Regions from separate parts of the Mus musculus genome. Here all the other regions are linked to region 3. A link is a contact called in public HiChIP or PLAC-seq and Micro-C data. All regions are on one chromosome and are shown on one strand. Each heading gives the region's core, a stretch centred on a gene start, on an enhancer-like site or on the middle of the called end of the contact. The rest is flanking DNA. Distances are from core to core; before and after follow the strand shown.

Region 1 (2,700 bases), core at 170-2,669, 210 kb after region 3:
CACTGAGATGAGCTGAGAACTCTAGAAGGAAGAACTGGCAGATGAGAGCTTCGGGCTGTGAGGACTCAGTGTGGGAAGGAGGGAGAGAAAGAAAGAAGGCCATCCCGATGAGCACCGTGGGGCTGTACACCAAGTGGATGGCACTGTTGTCCCGAAAGATGAGGAACTTGTACAACAACCAGTGCCTGTGAATTCAGAACCTGATTGGAATTGGGATGTTTGGGGTCTCAGATCCTGAGACGTGTTAAGGTGGCCAGGGTGTGTGGCAGCTTCTGGATTGCATGGCAAGAGAGGGGGAGGCTGGGGTTAGAGTCATGATCAGAAGCAGAGAGGCCTGCCACAGTCCCTACAGCAATAGAAGAGAAGGCATAGTGGGGACAAGGGCATCGGCCCATGTGATCCCTTCCAGCTGCCTGGAGCAGGGACTCCACCCAGAGGTGTTCAGTGTTCTGGAGAAAGGGTCTCCTTGCTATTCTAAGGCCCCGAAGTCCTTGGAGGTGCTGGTGTTCTCTTAGTACCTCAGGGTCCACAGTACCCTATTTAGTTTAGTTTGTCAGTAGATCAGGGGCAGAAATGGATCAGCTCCTCAGACTCCCCCTGCCAGGGAGTAAGCAGCAGAAAGCAGTTGCCAGCGTTGTGTCTCAGGGGAGCTCAGATTCCAGGCTTCACAGACAGGATGTCAGAACTGCAGCTGTGTTATTCCAAGGACCTGTGATTGGCTCACACCAGCCTCTTCCATCTTAAAACCCTCTCCATGTTTACCATATCTATGTAGATTGCAGCAGGCTAGGCCTGGATGGTCCCTCACCTGACACTGCTGTCCCTTCTTTCTCCATCTGATACTAAGGTGTATTAATGATTTAAGGAACAATTATCAGAAGGCCAACCTTCACATATCTGTGAAACACACTGGCTTCACCTTGGCCCATGTTGGCTCTGTCCTAAGTGTGCGTGGCCCACGTTTCTTACTCTCAATCACTGGAGGACTCCCAAGTGTGGCAGAGGCCATTCTTGACACTTCAACTCCCAAGGTGCTAGGAGCTTAGATCTCAAGCATCAGCCATGCCCAGCCCAAGAGTTCAGGAGGCACTAAAGGCCAGAAGAGGTTCCTGAAGATAACAACGTTACTGCAGCGCAGGCTGGGGGATGTCTGGAGTCTGTGCCAAAGCTGTTACCTGGGAGAAGGTAGCTGCAGCTCCCAAAGTATATGGCAGTGGGCTGGGCATGGACTCTGACAGGTCCCTAGCCTGTCCCTGCTGTCTCCTCTTTCTCCATCTGGAACTCAGGCTGTATTAATGATTTAAGGAACAATTATCGTGAGCCCAGGTTTCTTTTTACAAACCTCAGTATTCCATCCTGCAATGAGTTCCAGATGGCAGGAGCTCTCAGTGAGGGAACTGGCTCCTCGGAGATGGCCTTTCTCCTTCAGAGTGACAGCAGGCCATGAACAAGCCAGCCATCTCTCCAGCACTCCTGCCTTTACAAGCTACTCGACCCTGTTCCAGTTTGTTTAAAGCCTTTTTCTTTTTCTGTGCAGATGTTCCTTAGGGTGAGCAATCTTTACAGTTTTGAAAAGATTATATCAGTTTTCCATGATATTGAGTTTCTGTGTTTCTTGGGCTCCCCTCATTTTAATAGTAGCAGAAAGGCTAGATTCTTCATCAGACATCACTAATGGAATGTAGAAAGGGAGGCGGAGAGGACTAAGCCCTGGGCTCAGGGCACCACAGAAGGAAAACAGACACCCAATGCTCTCTTTCCAGGGGCGACTCTTCTGGTCAGGGAGCTGTGAAAAGTGCTAGGGCCATTCATTTTTCGATGATTATCAAAGGTGTTAAAATAGAGAAGGCGGCACATGTTTGGCTCCAGGGCTGGAGAGGCTGCCACACAGTTCTGCAGGCTCCAGCTGTCTTGAATCAAAACTATCACTTTGATACTGGAAAATTATTATGAAAATGTTAGTTTTGGGCCTTGCAGCACAAAGCAAAGACTGCCTGGAAGGCTCGGGGCGCTTCATTCACCATTTGTGTCAGCTCCAAAAATAACCTCTCCCAACTGTTGGAATTCACCTTTATCCAGGCTTAGAGGTGGCTCCATCCTGCCCTGCAGTCCACCATGAGGGGATAGAAGGGGTGGGAGGCCACTTCATCTTCAAGCTCAGCAGAGGCTGGGGAGGAAAGTCTTCCCTGAGGAGAGGGCTTAGCTCTGGGTTTTTGGAGGAGAAAGTGGATTTATCCAGGAAAACATGAGAAACGGGGACATTGGCATTTTCTGCGGGCCTGTTCTTGAGCAAGAGGTCTGTCCTGCACTTGAGGTTTGGAATGACCCCGTCACACCTGGGCCATGGTTCAAACCACAGTCACCTAATGTACTGTCCATTGACTAGGAGGGAAAAGAGGAAGAGTAGAAAGGACTCTGGAAGTGTGGGCATCTGGGGACAAGGAAGGAATGTCCTTTGATCAGTCTTCTGCCTGGCCATAGGAGTATCAGGGTGCTGGGGCCACTGCAGCCCTGGCAGGGGGCAGTTGAGGAGGAATTTGCTCTTCTAGACACTGGAGGATTTTAAAACAGGCACTACTTAAACTCTAAATTAATTTTTCATGCTCCTAGTCTCTTCATGGGCTCTCTTCCCAGAAAGGAAGAGGAGAGATCTAGATATTTACTGGCCTCTGTGTAAAGGAGACAGGAGAGACTCAGAGC
Region 2 (2,700 bases), core at 183-2,682, 210 kb before region 3:
GACCAGGCTGGCCTCGAACTCAGAAATTCACCTATCCTCTGCCTCCCAAGTGCTGGGACTAAAGGCGTGCACCATCACTGCATGGCTAAAAATTTGTTAAAAACTGAGAAGTGATCCTTCCCTCGGCATTCCTATCCTGGCTTAGGCCATTTGCTCAGTAGCCACAGGAGCATCCCAACCCCTCACCCTGTTGTTTATCAGTCAGCCAAAGGGAACCAGAGACCAGAGCAGACAAGACACAAGGCTGAGAGCAATCAGAACCCAGAGGATAGAGCAAGGAACTTCACAATCTCCAGTACCTTCACCGTGTATTCCCTATGAGAGACATGTCATGATAGGGCAGGGAGCCCCGCACAGGAAGAACCTGAAAGAAGAAGGTGAAAGTCTTACTAACACTAAAAAAAAGTGTAAAATATCAATACGTGGACCAGATGAAGCCATTTCCCCCTGGAGTCTGTGGTTACTGCTTCCCTGACCAAAAAATATTCTGTCTTCAGAGGTTGGGATGGGGACAGAGAAGTCAGGAGTGGGGACGTTGACAAGGAAGAAAATAGGGAGTTGGTAACTGAGATTTAATCTATTGTTCAGGGCTGTAACTCCAGCACTACCATAGGTCTGCCTTAGCATAAATAAATGGACTGATTGTACCTGAATAATAGAAATACTCTGTAGTGGTGCACCACTGTCTGTCTCTTCTCATCTCGGGGGTTTGGTACTCTGACACAGCTTGAAAGGAGCCACGGTGGACCTTGGTGCACTCTAGAAATCGGGATGAAGAACAAGGGAAAACATTCACATGCACAGTTTGGCAGGCCACACTGCACATGTATGGTGGCCATGCCCTCCTCGGCTCCCACCTAGTTCCTGTGGCTGCTCATAGATTTCCAGAGTGGGAAAGCAGGTCATTTCGCATAGCAGTTTATTTTCGTTCGTGACAAGGAAGAGAAATAATTACATCAGCCTGAGCATTATTTCAAAGTCTAAATTCAGATCTTCCGCGATTGGAAACTGTCAAACTTAAAATAAGACACTCCGCGAACGAAGTCTGTCTGCCTGAATCCAAGCGTGCACCAGCGAATGGATAGCGCAGACTGGAAATCCCGAAGGACCAGCATCTTCTTCCCAGGCAGGAGCTGCCCCTCCCCCACCTCAGTTACACCAGGGCTCACTGGGGAGGGGGCTGGGTGGTTCACGCCAGCTCCGGGCTGGAGAAAGCTAAGAGCTTCCCACCACCACTACCATATCCTCCACCCACCCACTGCCCGCCGAAAAGCGAGCTCAGAGTGATGGAGGCCTCCTGGCTGGAGACTCGTTGGGCGCGGCCCTTGCACCTGGCTTTGGTGTTCTGCCTGGCGCTGGTGCTGATGCAGGCCATGAAGCTCTACCTGCGGAGACAGCGACTGCTGCGCGACCTGAGCCCCTTCCCGGGGCCTCCCGCCCACTGGCTCCTGGGACACCAGAAGGTAGATGGAGGGAGGGGCGCAGCAGGATGCTGCCGAGGAAGCCAATAGCCTAGCCTCTGCTTCCATCCCTCCCATGCAGTTTTGAGCTATTCTAGGACTTCCAGCCTGGGGGATGGGGGAGGGTAGGGTGGCTCTCAGCTCCTCTGCAATACTAGGAACTCTCGCATTCCCCCGCGGAAGGGTTACTAGACAGGGAGGTTATTTGGGAAACGTGAATATTGTAAAAGAGCACTAGGTGTCAGCTCAGTCTCCAGTCGCCTTGGTATGTCTTCTGCGTGTATTGTTTAACACTCAGTGTGTTGCTCTAACTCATACTTAGTTGTAGAAAATGTTCAAAAGCGATAGCAATAGTTGACCCCTTGGTTCATTCAGGCCAGGAAAAAAAAAATGTCTTTTTAAAGCTTCCTGTAAAAGCGGGAGGGGCCGCACCCCATTGCTCTGCGGATACTGATTGCCCTATCACTTGCCATATCACTTGTTCCATGTCTCCTGTTTTCAAATCCACTTCCTACCCAGACTGATAAATTCTGTCAACACATTGGGAGTAGCAGCTGTGTGTGCTAAGTCCTAGGTCTACAAAAGGAAAGTGAGTCTTTTCCCTGACGGGCCCAAGTAAGGTACAGACTTGAGCACTAAGAGAAAATGAAAATCCTGGCTTGGAGGGATGGTGTGCCTCCTCCTAGGATCCCTGGGGGAAGAAAGAACCACTAGCTGTGAAGCGCCTGCACAAACTCTCCAGGAATGGGTGGGCTGGAAAGTCTGCCCTGGGGATTTTGCTCCTTGGCTTCCTCGACTATATTATATATATTATATTATTATATTATATCTCTGCCATGTATCATTTCCATGTGCCATGTGGTGACTCGAGGTCCCTTCAGATACACTCAGATGCACATAAACCATGCTCTCTTGTCTTTTCTTTCTCTCTTCCTTCCTTCCTTCCTTCCTTTCTTTCTTTCTTCCCTTCTTTCTTTCTTTCTTTCTTTCTTTTTTTCTTTCTTCCTTTCCCTCTCTCTTTATTCTCTCTCTTTTCTTTGTTAAAATGTTTTGATTGGGAGTTTGGATTTTAGGTTTGATGTGGACAGTCAATCACTATAGCCCAGGCTGTCCTGGAACTCACTATATAGCCCAAGCTGTCTTCAAACTTGCAGTGGTCCTTCTACCTCTGCCTCCCAAGTGATCACAGTCATGAACCATCATGCTTAGTGACCGAATTTTCTTCCTTCATTCATCCAGC
Region 3 (2,700 bases), core at 108-2,607:
AAGGAAAGGCATTAGAAGAGCAGTGATGGGTAGTGCTCTGACCACAGGGTTTCATTTCTGCTCTGCCACTATTAGTGTACCTTGTGGGAGTCGAGGTATACTACTTTACCTCTCAGAGCACCTGTTCCCTCAGCCAAGAAACGGGGATAGTACTACCGCCCAGTGGAGCTTAAATGCCAGTGAAATACTATAAGTATTTACCAAATACAAAATGCTAAACAGTGGTAGCTGTGATTTGTTATCAGCTGTGTACAGGAGGGGAGTCTTTGAGCCCCATGCTTGAATTTGGATTTTGCATCCTTGGCTACAGGCCACCTGAATCTAGCTTTGGGCATCTGCACTAGACTAGCAAATTAGAGGGCAGGTCCGAGCCCTCTCCTCTCGAGGTAAGGGATAAGATATGCTTCATCAGAGATGGAGTCTGATGGGTGCCCAAATTTTCTCAAGGGCTGGCTGTACTCACAAGACCTTGGCAGTAAGTGCCTCTGGGACTTGTCACAGTAAGACCTTCTCTTGTCTCTGTGCTCCTTGCTCTGCCTCTACTTCCCTTGATCTTGTCAGTCTGCCTGCTTTAAGAACAAGGCTTCTCCGCCTTTGGCTCTCTCTGTGTGCTGGTGGGGCATTTTAACAAAAACTCTCCCCTCTCTCTACCCACTGATAATGCTACATCAGAAAGCAGTTCGCTCAGCCCTGCCTTCAGTGGAAGCATGTGGGGGGGGGTATGCGCCTTTTGGGGGGGAGAGGTGGAGTTATGTATGTTTGAAACAAGTTTCCCTGGAGTCAGGGATGGATAAGGATGAAGGGGGTGCAGCAGGGAAAGGAGTTAGGGCTTCTAAACATTTTCCCCTGCAACAAAGGCAGCCTGGTTCTGCGCTGTCTTGCTGTCTTCCATCATCTTCACTCTGGTTCTCTGCTGTCCAAAGGAGCCTGATGCCTCCCTGACCAGCTACATAGGATGCCTGAGGCTAGCAAAGACTGCTGGAGCGGGAACTAGAAGCATGGGGAAGGCTAAGGGGGATCTGACCTCTACAAGGCACAAAATGGGGAGAGGGCAGTAGAGTGTGCTGAATGGGTGTGTTTGTAATTGGGGTTGACCCAAAGGGGCGGGGGTAATGGGAGCAGTACTACCAAATACCACGGGATGGGGATGGGGCCCAGAGACTGACTCAGGGATGAGGGAGGGTCTGAAAAAAATTGACCCAGAGGGACTAGACCAAGGGAGGGGGAGAAACAGAGGTGGGCTGCCAGCCCGGGAAGGGGGCTGGGAAAGCAAATTAGAGGGCAGGTCAGGGCCCTCTCCTCGGGAGGTGGGAGTGTGTGTGTCCATATAAGGCGAACCTGCGACCCCCGCTCTCCGGGGCGCGAGCAGGGACTCCGCATCCCTAGGACCCCCACCCCCACCCCCCGCACATGGATGCGCAAGTCGCTTTCTCGGGCTTCCCGGCCTTGCCCTCGCTCACGCCGTCCGGGCCGCAGCTGCCGACGCTGGCGGGAGCCGAACCGGGGCGCGAACCGGAGGAAGTGGTGGGCGGTGGGGACGCCGAGCCCACGGCCGTGCCTGGCCCGGGGAAGCGACGGCGGCGGCCACTACAGCGTGGGAAGCCGCCCTACTCATACATCGCGCTCATTGCCATGGCCCTGGCGCACGCTCCCGGCCGCCGTCTAACGCTGGCAGCCATCTACCGCTTCATCACCGAGCGCTTCGCCTTCTACCGCGACAGCCCGCGCAAGTGGCAGAACAGCATCCGCCACAACCTCACCCTCAACGACTGTTTCGTCAAGGTGCCGCGCGAGCCGGGCAATCCGGGCAAGGGCAACTACTGGACGCTCGATCCCGCGGCCGCTGACATGTTCGACAACGGTAGCTTCCTGCGGCGCCGCAAGCGCTTCAAGCGCGCTGAGCTGCCCGCACCGCCGCCGCCGCCGCCGCCCTTCCCCTATGCGCCCTTCCCGCCCCCGCCAGCACCCGCGTCCGCTCCGCCCGCGCGCCTCTTCCGCCTGGACAGCCTGTTGGGCTTGCAGCCTGAGCCGCCGGGACCCGTGGCGCCCGAGCCGCCTTGCTGCGCCGCGCCCGACGCCGCCTTCCCGCCCTGTGCCGCCGCAGCCTCGCCGCCGCTCTACTCGCCAGCGTCCGAGCGCCTGGGGTTACCCGCGCCGCTGCCCGCCCAGCCTCTCCTGGCCTTGGCGGGATCGGCCGGCGCGCTCGGGCCGCTCGGAGCCGGGGAAGCCTACCTGAGACAGCCGGGCTTCGCGCCGGGGCTGGAGCGCTACCTGTGAGTCGCTTTCCGCTGCGGGAGCGCCTGGTGGAGCCTTCTGCCCCGGCCTGCGCTGGAGCAGTGCGAGCTTGTCCGTGGTACCCGTACCCGCCCGCCCGCAGCGTGGCGCAATTCGCTGGGTCCCCGAGCCTTGCTTGGGGCTAAGCCTTCCCTGCCCTCCTCCATCCCTGGGGAGACCCTGGCTGTCTCACCACCAGACTGAAGCGCCCTCTCCAATTTGAGGTCTTTCCTCCCTTTACTTGTGCTCCCCACATAAGCACCCTTGCACTGCCAAATCCGGTGCTTTGGAACTCCAGCCCCAGCCCCAAATGTCCCTGTGAGTTCCAGTCTGTGGAAACTTTTCGTTCCAAGGCACCTCCTCCATCTCTGATGTTTTGCCAACACATCAGAGGTCAGACTCCTGGGTTCATTACTTCTACCCCAT

What was found. A called contact is a pair of places that touch in the nucleus more often than the background predicts. HiChIP or PLAC-seq counts read pairs in DNA pulled down with a chosen protein or histone mark.
Region 1: a contact with region 3 is called in an H3K4me3 HiChIP or PLAC-seq map of craniofacial prominence, with 2.6 times the contacts expected there. The contact joins the enhancer-like site here to the promoter of Foxe3 in region 3. A contact is called at or near these places in 7 of 39 promoter capture datasets (the 3T3-L1 cell line, the C10 cell line, the HPC-7 cell line and 4 more), 3 of 115 datasets of contacts at active chromatin or transcription factors (craniofacial prominence, embryonic hindbrain and microglia) and 2 of 9 other capture datasets (embryonic stem cells and liver).
Region 2: a contact with region 3 is called in a Micro-C map of embryonic stem cells, with 3 times the contacts expected there. The contact joins the promoter of Cyp4x1os here to the promoter of Foxe3 in region 3. A contact is called at or near these places in 1 of 39 promoter capture datasets (the HPC-7 cell line) and 1 of 484 Hi-C or Micro-C datasets (embryonic stem cells).

Annotation. Positions count from the first base shown.
Region 1 is chr4:114,719,555-114,722,254 of GRCm38.p6, reverse strand. The region is part of intron 1 of Gm33655 (a long non-coding RNA gene); the gene reads left to right. Among named protein-coding and RNA genes, the nearest start is that of Gm12829, 41 kb to the right of the region's middle. Within about 2 kb of position 1,419, at least 8 of the 459 cell types and tissues checked have an H3K27ac peak or open chromatin away from gene starts, as enhancers often do. A contact at or near this core is called in craniofacial prominence, where this site is marked.
Region 2 is chr4:115,132,564-115,135,263 of GRCm38.p6, reverse strand. It overlaps Cyp4x1os (cytochrome P450, family 4, subfamily x, polypeptide 1, opposite strand), which reads right to left and starts at 1,432. Exons shown (of 4, transcript NR_131922.1): 1 at 858-1,432; 2 at 649-759; 3 at 300-364. Cyp4x1 (cytochrome P450, family 4, subfamily x, polypeptide 1) reads left to right here and starts at 1,185. Exons shown (of 12, transcript NM_001003947.2): 1 at 1,185-1,463. The coding sequence starts at 1,287.
Region 3 is chr4:114,924,724-114,927,423 of GRCm38.p6, reverse strand. It overlaps Foxe3 (forkhead box E3), which reads left to right and starts at 1,357. Exons shown (of 1, transcript NM_015758.3): 1 at 1,357-2,700. The coding sequence starts at 1,411. The coding sequence ends at 2,277.